3 separate regions of the Mus musculus genome follow, and regions 2 and 3 are each linked to region 1. The links are chromatin contacts, called in public Hi-C and HiChIP or PLAC-seq maps. All regions are on one chromosome and are shown on one strand. The core of a region is the stretch at or near the end of the contact, and the rest is flanking DNA. Distances in the headings are between cores, read along the strand shown.

Evidence for each region. Hi-C and Micro-C count contacts between places; a contact is called where the count stands out from the background. HiChIP or PLAC-seq counts read pairs in DNA pulled down with a chosen protein or histone mark.
Region 2: an H3K27ac HiChIP or PLAC-seq map of hepatocytes shows a contact between it and region 1, with 6 times the contacts expected there. The contact joins the enhancer-like site here to the promoter of Eif3e in region 1. A contact is called at or near these places in 1 of 39 promoter capture datasets (cranial neural crest), 1 of 15 datasets of contacts at CTCF or cohesin (the NIH/3T3 cell line), 2 of 484 Hi-C or Micro-C datasets (adipose-derived mesenchymal stem cells and embryonic fibroblasts) and 3 of 115 datasets of contacts at active chromatin or transcription factors (bone marrow-derived dendritic cells, embryonic stem cells and hepatocytes).
Region 3: a Hi-C map of the N1E-115 cell line shows a contact between it and region 1, with 3 times the contacts expected there. The contact joins the enhancer-like site here to the promoter of Eif3e in region 1. A contact is called at or near these places in 2 of 39 promoter capture datasets (cranial neural crest and hippocampal neurons), 1 of 15 datasets of contacts at CTCF or cohesin (the NIH/3T3 cell line), 4 of 484 Hi-C or Micro-C datasets (the N1E-115 cell line, the NIH/3T3 cell line, cortical neurons and 1 more), 1 of 115 datasets of contacts at active chromatin or transcription factors (bone marrow-derived macrophages) and 1 of 9 other capture datasets (adipose tissue).

Annotation. Positions count from the first base shown.
Region 1 is chr15:43,280,879-43,285,054 of GRCm38.p6, reverse strand. Eif3e (eukaryotic translation initiation factor 3, subunit E) reads left to right here and starts at 2,319. Exons shown (of 13, transcript NM_008388.2): 1 at 2,319-2,452. The coding sequence starts at 2,363.
Region 2 is chr15:43,612,585-43,616,760 of GRCm38.p6, reverse strand. No RefSeq gene overlaps it. Among named protein-coding and RNA genes, the nearest start is that of Gm41316, 110 kb to the right of the region's middle. Within about 2 kb of position 2,285, at least 23 of the 459 cell types and tissues checked have an H3K27ac peak or open chromatin away from gene starts, as enhancers often do. A contact at or near this core is called in the NIH/3T3 cell line and hepatocytes, where this site is marked.
Region 3 is chr15:42,977,222-42,981,397 of GRCm38.p6, reverse strand. The region is part of intron 1 of Gm46505 (a long non-coding RNA gene); the gene reads left to right. Among named protein-coding and RNA genes, the nearest start is that of Gm46505, 4.0 kb to the left of the region's middle. Within about 2 kb of position 1,852, at least 3 of the 459 cell types and tissues checked have an H3K27ac peak or open chromatin away from gene starts, as enhancers often do. A contact at or near this core is called in the N1E-115 cell line, where this site is marked.

The DNA.
Region 1 (4,176 bases), core at 1,070-3,569:
CTTCATGTCTTTTTCTTAAAAATTTACTAAGTGGCTATCACTGCCTATCTGATCAAATCAAGGTTTCCCAGTCCAGCTTTGAAGGCCTTTATAGACTCTCCACATATCACTCATCGAACCCACTAGCTGTCATCGAACCACACAACTGTCAGAATTAATCTTCCTGAAATATAGGACTATTTTCTTTCATACTCAAAAATGCTTTAAGGCTCCTCAGGACTTAAGATAAATTTCTAAGTGTTCACAAATATATTTGTCTCTTGTCCTTTTTTATTTTTCCTGGGACCGCAGCCTCTCCTATAGACACTGGTGTTCAGCTAAGTTTCCAAGTTCGTTTCCTCAGGTTACTCATTCATTTTCCTGTCTATGAGTCTCTCTGGTATGCAAGTGGTTCCTGGACCACCTTCAGTGCTCTCTTCTCTGTCTATTTTAAGATGTATCATACCCAGTCAGCCAAGCATTCTCTATCTGCAGTATTCCATTGGTAGTCTATTGGGCATCAGCCTGACTGATACTCTCTGTTCTGCTCATATTTCAATCGGCTGCTCACAATACTCTAATCTTCCCTTAGTTGTTTAGATCAGTATTACACCTAGTACTACCAGCATACAAACCCCATTCTTTTCACACTGCCTGCATCCTATATCTACTAGAAGATCTACTAGAATATCTTTCTTGTAAATATCTTCAAAGCATGTTTATATATGTTGCTGTGATCTTTCTCCTTTTGCCTTTTATGTTCACTATGAGTAGATTTTTTCATCCACAACTAATTGAAAGAGTCCATGTAAAGGTCATCAATAGGATAGGATGTGCCAGGAAGAAATGACCAGAGTCAAATATTAACAGGAGAAAATTGTTGTGGATAATTTAAGTAAATGTAAATAAATAAATGGCTGTGAACAATTTAAATACAAATGTAGGCTTTATTTATTGCCATGAGCTATCAGAGCTGTTTTACTTAACTAAATGCTTCTTGGATCCTCTGGTGCTTCCCTCCTTCATCCAGGTTATATTAGTTAGGGTTTTCTAGAGAGAGACTGGTTGAATGCGTGTTATGGTTTGTATACGCTCAGCCCAGGGAGTAGCACTATTAGAATCTGTGGCCCTGTTGGAGTAGGTATGTCAGTGTTAGTGTGAGCTTTAAGACCCTCATCTTAGCTGACAAGAAGCCAGTATTCTGCTAGCAGTCTTCAGATGAAGAGGTAGAACTTTCAGATCCTCCTGAACCAAACCTGCCTGGGTGCTGCCATGTTCCTGCCTTGATGATAATAGACTGAAACTCAGAACCTGTAAGCCAACCCCAATTCAATGTCCTTAATAAGAGCTGCCTTGGTCATGGTGTCTGTTTACAACAGTAAAACCCTAAGATGTGTGTGTGTGTGTGTGTCTGTGTGTGTGTGTGTGTGTGTGTAAATTGGATTTATTTGAATGGATTACAGGTTATAGTCTATTCCAAAAATGTCTGTCTCCCAATGAAAAGTCTAAGAATATAGTAGCTGTTCAATTAAGGCTGGATGTCCTAGGTGATCTTCAGTATAAGCTGGAATCCAGGAGAACTAGGTTTTAATGTCAGCGAAAGAATGAACTTGCCAGGGAGAACAAGGGCAAGCTAGCAAAGGGCTTAATCTTCTTTTTCTATACTTAGCCTGCCTAAAGGTCCAGATTAAAGGTGGATCTTCTCATCTTAGTGATATGGATTTAAGATAGGTCTTATCTTAAATAGCTTAATTAAGAAAAATCTCTCACAGATGTACCTAACTGCTTGTGATTTTGTTAGATTCCAAATGTAGTCAAGTTGACCACCATAAATAGCCATCACATATATTTCAGTGATCTAGTTTCTAGGCTTGATCATACTTGCCCCCATTTGTGTAAGGTGAATTACCTAGATTTAACCTCCCTCACCTCTCTTTCAAACACTCTTTCAGCTTAATTTTATGCATGGTTTTCAGTTCCATTAGTAAGTTACCCAGAGTTAATAGTGTATTGCTTTAGTACTGATCTTTGAGACCTAGTTGTAGTTTCAAATATGTACTCTTTCCACGTAGATGTCAGGCAGGCTATACTTCGTCTACTTATGTGTAAAACTAAACTCTTGGGTTCTTTCCTCCTTAAAACTAGCTTTTCTTTATTGGTACAAGAAGCGACAGAACTTCCAAACAAGAGAAATTATGTGCAAAGTTTGAGCCCCACCCAGAAGGCGTGGGGAGGGAGGGAGAGGCCACCACGCGCAACTGCTGCCGTTGTCATCAGCACGCTTGGGCGGGGCCACTACTGCACATGCGCAGTGCGGGGCCTGTCCGCCTCTCGGAGCTGTCAATAAAGTTTTAGCGAACAAGCGCTCCTTTCCCCCGGCAAGATGGCGGAGTACGACCTGACTACTCGCATCGCGCATTTTCTGGATCGGCACCTGGTCTTTCCGCTTCTTGAGTTTCTCTCTGTGAAAGAGGTGAGGAAGCTTTGAGAAGGAGGACGGCGTAGGGACGAGAGAGGCGCCTGGAGACGCGGGGAGGCGGCGGCAGGGCCTACACACGTGCGAGCCGGAAGCCGGCTTGGGCCGCCCTGACAGACACGGGCTGGGCCCTGGGACAGCAGCTTCCCGCGTATCGTAGCGCTGTCGGGGTGCTCGGGGCGGTGGGACTCGGCTGTGCGTCCGGAGGGGTGAGGTGACAGCGCGGGGTTCTGGCGACGCCGGGGTCTTTGCTTCCTGGCCCGAGGCTCAGGATCCTGCGGGCGGCCATGTCTGTTTTTGCCTGAAGCTGCGTTGGCTGAGCGAGTGCTTTGGGCTCGCCACGGATGCTATTGGAAATTTCAGTTTTCTTTTTAGAAATTGAGTCTATGGCCTTGGATTTGGGTTGTGTTCAGAATCCCATTACAAGATTCTCTTACATTTCAGGCATTCTAATTTCCTTGAAGTTGTGGATACTTTGCTGTGAATTTCCTGGTCATCGATAGATATTTATTTCATAGGAATGTAGCGTACTTTGTCAGATGAGAGTGAGGACCAAGAATAACCCACAAGCTGCAATGTAAACTTTGTTTTTAGTGTTGATGTTCAGACTTAACGAAGTATGATTCAGTCATAAATGTTCAATGAGATGTCCTAAGTATGTAGTTTGGGGACTTAATACGTTTCAGTCCTGAATTTAGGAGTTTGTTTGGGGGTACTGAGAAGAAGTATTGGATTAGAACTATTATGGCTAACTATATATTGGCTTTATGGAGAAATTGATGCATTTTACTAATTACAGTAAGTAAAGTGTAAGGCTAGAATTTTGTCTAGCAGAGTTAGTAAGTTGTGCTTTCTGGACACAGATTATAACAGGGAACTGCAGATTCAGGGGCAGGTATTTTGTGTTCACTGGCAGTTTTCTAAAAAGTCTAGTAAAACTGTTTTGATGACATATATACGCTTCCAGATAGCTACGGTTTATATGACAGGTATAGTATTTATATTCATAGGAAGTTTTCTAAACAAGTGTATTGTCAGCAGGGAACAGCAAAATTAATTTTCAATAAATGCTGAAGAATGTCTTGACAGGTGGGTCATGAGCTTGATGGATATATTCTTTTTGCATTGAATTTTGTAGTCTGCACACTAGAGAGAAAAAGTTCTGACTGTCTTTTGTTTCATTTTCTGAGTATATGATATATATATATATAGATAGACAGATACAGATATAGATATATACATATTGAAGTCTCTCACCTTGCTAGTGTAGCAGAGATATTTTAGATCTGCCTGAACTTAATATTTTTGTGTTTTTTAATGCATTTATGTTTTTAAGGGAAGAATGTGTAAGTGTAGATTGTTTATTCATAGGCAAGGCTATAACTGAGACTCGGGAAACATCTAAAAGAATGTTATTACCGGGGTAGTACGGTGGCTTTAATACTTCAAGAGGAAGACCGTTCCTAAATATTGAGACATAAACTATGAAAAATCCAAGCTAAATCTCCAGCATCTCACCATTGAAAAATGTAACCTTTTTATAGATTGATGTGTCTGTAAGGTAAAAATGATACATATCAGGCAAGTATTGACTAAATACTGTTAAAATTCAAGAATTTCTGTTAACCATTAGTGGGCAAAAAAAGTACTTTGAAAGGGGGAATTGAGTCTTGGAAGCTAGGTAATTAGGACAGAGGCAGTGGTCATGATGTTTGCCATTA
Region 2 (4,176 bases), core at 1,036-3,535, 330 kb before region 1:
GCCATCGTCGTCGTCGTTGTCGTCGTCGTCCTCCTCCTCCTCCTCCTCCTCCTCCTCCTCCTCCTCCTTCTTTGAATTGGGACTAAAACAGAAAAAAAATTCTGTGAATATGTATGTGTATATATTAGTGTTACAAAACAAAACAAAACAAAACAAAAGCTTGCCTGAAAATAGAACAACACATATATCTATTTAACATCAACTGCTTAGTTAACTTCCAATCAAAGTTTGCCAGTTCATCAATGATTTCTCAGCTATGCTTTCTACATAGATGGCCTATGTACTGACTAAAGGCACTTAGTCAGCAATAGAAGTATATGCCTGGGCAACCATGGCTAAGAAAGCAGATTTTAAAAGACTTTATATACCTTCAGCATGAAACATTTAAGCACGTGAGTAATACATTTATTCACTCACTCGGCTTAGCAGTCATACATAGGTACACCAAACCATCAGGATACACATCATAAATGCACAGAATTTTTTATTTTTCAGTTAAAAATTGCAAGCAACTCAGAAGACCACACTTCTATCAACTATTGAAATCGCTCAAGGTCACTTCACATAGAGGCTATTTGCTTCTCTCCAGTCAACTGTCACCAGCCAAAAACAAGGGGCAATTTTGTTCTCTTATACTGTGTTTGTGAATACAGCTCTCATGTAAATATGGTGGCAACCCTCAGAACAACCCTTCTCCATTCTTCCCTGCCCAGTATTTATACAAAGGTTCTGTTTCATCATCCCTGTGGTACTTTTGTGAATCTGAAGACGCTCCAGCTGAGTGATTCAGAATCTTTTTAGCAGCCAAAACCAAGACACTGAGCAACTGTGATCCAGCTGCTAAGACTGAGAAGTTAAGCAGGTTCCCTGGGAATCCATCCTTTGGCCTCAAATGAGTGAAGAGCAAGCATATTCTCAGCTCATCCTGAGACTGAGAATAGGAAGTCTGTAAAGTTGATAAAAGCTCTCCCCCTCCAGATAATTCTGCAGCAGATTAATCCCAGGATAGAATCAGAACTTCAGCAAGAATTCAGTGCTATAGAGTACTAGTCAAGAGACTCAGCTGTGGTTCTAGGCTATGGATCTAGTTCTATCAACAACTCGGTTCATGGCCTTGGGTAGACCACTGACATTCTCAGATGCTGAGCAGAGGAGAAAGAGAGGAACAGTGAGGGGGAGGGGAAAAGGCAGCGAGAATGACTTCCCCTGGTTTGCTTATATTTCACTTTTCTTGCTGTACCATTCACAAAGGTGATTCATTCCAACAATAAAACTGACCAGAACTGCTATACACTATATGCTAGTGCCTCTCCTATCACCTATCACTTCAGCATACTGAGTACATAAATTAGTTAATCCGTTAATGAAAAAACTCAGTGGGTAATCTAACAGACTTGGGGCAACAGGGAATAGTAGTGAAACAATCATTTCTGTTGACCACGAAATAATCTTCTGTTCAAATTAGATACCACTGTCAGCCTTCTGACAGTTAACGTTCCAGATTCCACAAATTAAACATACTTCTCCATAATTAAATATCACAGCTTCATTGTTCCGATAACAAAAGTGGAATATTTTCCACCATCATAATGTCCTTAGCAGATAATGTCATTGGAATAGCATGATGTTACCACATGATAATAGGCTCTGGAGGCCAAAGTCAAGTTGCAATGTTTATTTTCAAAACAGATCATTACATTGACTTTTTTCCACTACCAAGTGATTGATGTAGACTTAAAGGTGACCAAGAACAACAAAAAAAAATTCTTTTAAGACCCTGATCTAACATTAGGGTCATATGCTAAATGATTCATATATCAAGGGAGATGCTACAAATAGCCATGCAGAATCCACTTAAAAATTAACCTTTTTCTTCTTTCAACTGCAATTTGCTCTGCAAAACAAGAGCAAAAGTCGGGGACCTCAAAGTGCTTCAGCACACAATAAGAGCTAGTGTTGAGACAATCCATTTCTTGATAACTATGGAATTCTGGATTAGGACACTCTCCAACAAAGAACCCTGGTGTGCAGGTAGACATGAGCCAACTCACCTTGACAAGCATTCCGAGGAAGGAAAGTCATTGGTCCCGTTACCAGGACCCACAAATAAACTCTCCGTACAGTGAAAATCTGCAAACATCCAAAACCACTGTGCTTTCCAGCATTTGGAGATAAAACCCGATCAGGGAGGTCATCTTCAAATACAGGCAGCTAACAATGAGTACCTTTCACACTGGCTGGGAGAACCCACAAAAGGCCTTTCAGCAGGAAGTCGCTCAGTACAAATGGCTGTGTTATCACATTTCCTCCTGTTCCTTCAGGGGAAGGCAGAGAAGGCAAATCTCCACAGTAAACGGCTTGATATCTTGAGTATAGCTGGCTTATGAAACCAAGTGTGACAAAGCAGCGAGAGCCATGTACACTTCTCATTTTAACAATCACTTAAAGTGTAAGATTCTCTGCTAAGGGTACTGCAGAAGACTGGAAAACCAAATCAAATAAAAGAGTGCATGTTAATCACCCTGCCTGCTGGCTGTTGTTTATTTTCTCTGCATGAAGTCATTTGGGCTGGGAGAGTTCCCCTTTAGAGCACTTTGCACAGTCAGTGCTTGCTGCTTGCATGACATGTGTGCCATGCACAATATTTTTGATGGTGATGCTAATTGGTGTTGAATGCAACTTATTTCTAATTCTCAAGAATTATGCATGTGTTATGAATGTCTGAGGCTCTAAGGCCCTAAGTTGCATGCTAAATATTAAAAGGGACATGTTTCACAATTGGGCAATCCAATAAGCTGGTGCGTTAACTGATTATTTTCGAACATGGTAGTCATGGAATTTGAGAGGAAGTGCTAGTGAAGGAGTTAATTTTAAAAAGCTTATAGATTATATGCCATAGGAAAAAACCTTACTTAGTACATGAAATATATTCCAAAGGAGCTTTCTCTGTGTCACACATTTCCCTTTGAAAAAATCTTGCCCATCAAGGTCTAACCTATAGCGTGTCAACCCTATGTTGCTATCCACGATGATGCCTCTGTGCTAAACTACCAGTCTGCTCTCCAGCAGCTCTTTTCATTTGTCACTTCCCAGCAGAGTCTCCTGAGATATAATAATAATAATAATAATAATAATAATAATAATAATAATAATAATAATATTCCATGTTTTGGGCACGATCATTCAGCTTTTAGTTGCATGTAGCAAACTTTCTGGGTTCTTGCTCCTACTGCCTTTATGTTATTTTATTTTTTATTGATTTTGTATGTGTATGCATTTATACATGTGTATATAGCCTATGTTTGTGCATATGTAGGTGCACATGAATTGAAATGAAAATGCAAGTGTGTTTGTGTGTGTGTGTGTGTGTGTGTGTGTGTGTGTGTGTATGTGTGTGTATGTGTGTGTGTATGTGTATTGATGTAAAAGTCTAAGACTGGCACTTTTTTGATTGCTCTTTACCATATTCATTGGCATAGAGTTCCTCAATTGAACCCAGAGTTTACAGACTAGGCTAGTGTAGCTATACAGGTTGTTCTTGAAGTCTTTTGTCTTTACTTTATAAGTGTTGGAGTTACAGGTAGCTGTTTGTCTTTTATATGAATTCTTAGGGTTGAAACTATGATTCTCACACTTGCATGGCAAGTATTCTTCCTGCTGAAATATCTCCCAGCCATTTGTACTAGTCCCTTAGTACCAAACCCTTCCTTTCAGCATCAATTTTTCAATTTGTTTTTGGTTTAATATCACTATTTTCTTATGAATCAGTAATTTGCATGATGTAGGGGTTAATATCTGGGCTACTATTCAAAACTTATAGTATGTATGCATCGCGCAATATGTCCAGTTTTGCTACTGTCTTTTCATACTTAAAGCTAGTACTTTTGTTGTCAGGCCTTAAATATATTTCTTGAAAATTTCAAAGATCACTGTGCCTCAGCAATATTCCTATAATGAAAAAAGCTAAAATGGCCTCTCCTAAGAAAGCATGAACTCTTCATTGTAATGAACCTATGCAACAATACTTAGCCTAGCCTTTGCCAGCCTCCTAACATAAAAAGCATGAACCTAGTAAGGGATGGCTATGTTATTGGTGGTACCCATGATCTTTTCCTGGGTTAGTGAAGTTCCTCTGATAAGCAGATTTCCCTGTCATTGTTAAACACTGTGGTTTCA
Region 3 (4,176 bases), core at 603-3,102, 300 kb after region 1:
TGGTAGACAGATAAGGCAAGCAAGTGTGATCGAGGAAGATGTGGTTAAAAGGTTGGGCAGAGGGTGTGTGAAGGACTATGTAGGTCATGGTAAAGAAACTATATCTTAGAGCTAGTGTTGTAAATCAGTGGTAGAGTACTTGACTAGCATGTTTAAAGTCCTATGTTCAAACTCTAGCCAATTTAAAATGGAAAAATATCAACTAGATTTTACTCTAAGAAAAATACTTTAAATAAATAGGTTAATAGATTTGTGCTTATGAAAGGTGACTTTGGATGCAGTGCGTGAAAGGTAAACTTTGTAAAGTGATTAGCTAATACACTTGAAACTCTTAAAGACACCGCTGGTCTATGGTGGTTTCAATGAAATATCTCTCCCATAAGCTTATGAACTTAAACACTTGGGCCCCAGCTAGTGGCTCTTTTTGATGAGGTTATGAAACTCAAGCATGGTCTCATCTCATGTCACCACAAAATAAAGATGTTCATTGCACAACAAGATAGCATGAGAAGGAACGCATTCACATGTCTTTTAATAAAATACAGTATTAGTTATATTTAATCATTATTGCTGTTTTTAAAACGAAATCCCAAACATTTGGTTTTACCAAATGAAGACTCAGGATGCTTTGATGAAAGCCTGTTAGTCCAGAGAGGCAGAGAAAAAAACGAGCTAACCTTCTTCAACCCAGAAGGGGAAAATACCCAAACCAAACCAAACCGAACCAAACCAAACCAAACCAAACCAAACCAAACCAAACCAAACCAAACCAAACCACCACCACCACCACCACCACCACCACCACCAACAACAACAACAACAGTTCTTTTCCATACTCCCTTTAAAACCCTCCAAGCCAAATGTCCCTCCTTTCTACTTCCTGTGCATCTCATTATCTGTTCTCCTGATTTCCTCTCACATTTTGTGCTTCCTTTCCCCATCCCTATGTCAACTGATTATTTGCTCTGCCTCTTGACGTATGGTTGACTTTATTCAATCTTCTTTACAATAAGCTCTTTGATTAAAGGTGTGTTCTAGGGCTGAGCCACACCACACCTAGAGATTTTTCCAGTGTACAATCTGGAGGTTCACAGTATGATCAGATATCCTGCTACATTGTTCTCTTCTTCTCTAGCCCCTTATAGCTCTCATCTTCCTTCCTCTCTATGCAGGCCTTTCCCAACTTGTAACAAATTGCTTGTTTCAGGAACTAGAGTTGCCAAAATTAAAGCTAACAACTAGACTTTCAAGCCATGAACATTATTTCATACTGTTTTTTTGTAGCTCTTAGAGCTGGACACATAGCAAACTGAACAATCTGTTGCTGAGTTTAACTGGTGAAATTGTTAGAACAATTGTATAGTTGAGAACTTTCAATAGGCATGTCTTCATGGTAAGCATGTAATGTACACGATCAAATTACACATTTAAAACAACCATATGAAATATTAATGTACCTATTTTAAAAATAGAATTAAAATTCAAAAACATTAATACTGCACTCTTGGGAAGGTATGTCACAATTCAGATCCTGATCTGACTTACAACTAGGATTGCTTTCCCTACCATGCCACATTGTCCCCTAATTACATTCATGCCTATGATAACCTAATTACCCAGCATTGCACATAACCACAGATGTCTACGTTTACCTTAATAGACATGAATAATTTGTATCCTATTTATTGAATTATCTGAAGTTCCAAGCTGAACATTTTGCTTACATTCTAATCACAGTTGCAAAGTATTGTCATAGCGGATGGACATGTTCTCAGCATCAATGTCACTGTGAAACAATGAAAGAAAGAAAACCCTGCTAGGACAGAATTAGAGTAATCATTGAAATCATTAGAAGCATTAGCAGTTTATTCTGAGCCACATCAAGGAGAGTCACAGCCTGCAAGCTGAGCAGACGGAGCTGTATCCGCTATAATCATATTAGGGATGGTGAGGAATTGCACATTTATTGCATTATGCTTTGAGATCATGTACAACATTTAAGCAAGGGAAGGTCTGTTTTTTTTTGAATGATATTAGTTTCAAGCTAAATTCAATTTTTGAAAAGCAAACAATGCACAGTGTATTTAAACCCCAGTTAAAATGAAATCTTCACTTTGTACCTAACAATATATTTTTATTGGAAATTCAAAAATCTAAACCCCCACTACTCCAGCCTAAAAACTGATCTCGATTCAGTGGTGACTCTGATGCTCAGCTCTTTAATTTGGACTTTGCTGACAGCTGATTTCAATTTTTGTCTGTTTATGGAAGAAAATTAAAAGAACACACTCTCTATGATCCAGTGGTTCTTTGTGGTGGAGTGAGTCCTGTTCAGCCCTAAATGAAAACCCAGACACTTGTCACTAGAACTAATCCTTATGTAAACATGATTGCATTATAGGCAGAGCCCAGAGAGGCTGCAAGACACAAATGGAAGTATGCCACTTTCCTGGGCACTTTAGGGTCAATGTCTTTGTTATTGCAATTTCTACATAATGAGTTTGCAATAATCCACAAGGGACCCAGGAGCTTCTACTGATTGGCTTTGGGTATATGCCTATGGAAGAGTCAGAATTTTTAGTGTGTGTAAGAACATCTTCTGGGATGTCAAATACTTTGACAAAATATATGATTAAGCTGCATGGCAGGAGACTTGATTTTAAGTAAAAATAAACCAACAGGATAGCAATGCTATTTTTAGACTTTCAGAACAAATTAATGAACTAGGAGTGGTGTGCCTACAGGAAATCCAAGCACTAGAGAATCTGAGGCAAGAAGATCGTGAGCAGCATGAGCAGAGGTGGTAAAACAGAGAAGATCAGAAAAGAAGCTGGTGTGTCTGGAGCTGGTGTGAGGCAAAAGGCTTGAGTACTGAGATGACAGTGGTAGATGCTGGTCAGGTGTGAAGCTGCAAAAGGACGTAGCACCCCTTTTGTGCAAGGAGGGGATATAAGGTCAGTGTGACTTCTCTGTGGATTGGAAGAAACAAGGCAAGGCAGTGAGACAGGAAAAGATGCTGTTTGAGTTGTCTCAGTGGGCGCCAAGAATGATGTAGGGTAGGATATCAATGGAGAGAGTAAAATAAGCCGAGTTGATTTGTATATGAGGCAAAAGTAAAGAGTCTCTATATGCCAGTTTTAGTCTTCGCGACTCTCAGCGCAAGCTAAAGGACAGATCTTAAACAGAAAGTTGTCCTTGAGAATAGTAAGTGCGAACAGAATAAACAGGAAACCTGAAAGCATGTGGAACAGGGAACCAACCCATAGGGAAACTACATGTAAAGCCTTGACATCTAATAGATTGTCAGCTATTAATATTAAAGACCCTTGTGTCTATTTCATGTGTGTCTCTGAGTTTATTGGTGAAGAAATGAGTCCTCCAAGGTTAAACTTCAGAACGTGTGGGTAATCACCAAAATCACTCGGACATGAAGTCAATAATGGCATATGTTTGCGGTAGTAAATAAGAAGCAGGGATCTATCCACCACACTTTCCTAATTAAGAGAGGTTGCTGTTGACTACAAAGTTTCTTGCTTGAGCGCCTGTGTGGACAGCAATGTCAGTGATTAAAATAAAGAGCGATGTAGGAGAAACAGATTGAGGGTTGGGATAAGTGCACGAGAATGGAATGGATTAAATTTGGAGGTGACTGTGACATGCCCAAGTGCAGTTACTAGCTAGAATAATCACTTTAATAAAATATCAATGTACACCTAATGACACTAGTTTAATCATATCATCTTACTTTAAATTCCCATACAAATTAGAGCTAGAGACAATTTGTTTCCAGATGAGATAATTACTTGAAATTAGAGATGTGTTTACATCCTTCCAAATGAAACACCCTGGTGCTCTATCTCCTAGGTGCTTGAAGAAAAATAGATTGCCATATGACTAGGTTATTGTGCACTGTTTCCATACATGTGTGTATTAAGGTTTAAATAAGGGTGAGCATATTTATCTACTTGATATTGCCTTATGGTTTAAAAAAAAACACTCAAAATCCTTTGTGCAAGATTTAAAATTTTTAGTTAATCTCTATTGTGAAGATCCAGCGTATGGGATTGAAACTGAAATAAAATCATAGCAAACAAGAATATTTTCCTTAGGTTTTATTCATGCAAAGTTAACCAACAAAACAAAGACCAACAAGACAACATGATTTTTTTGGAATAT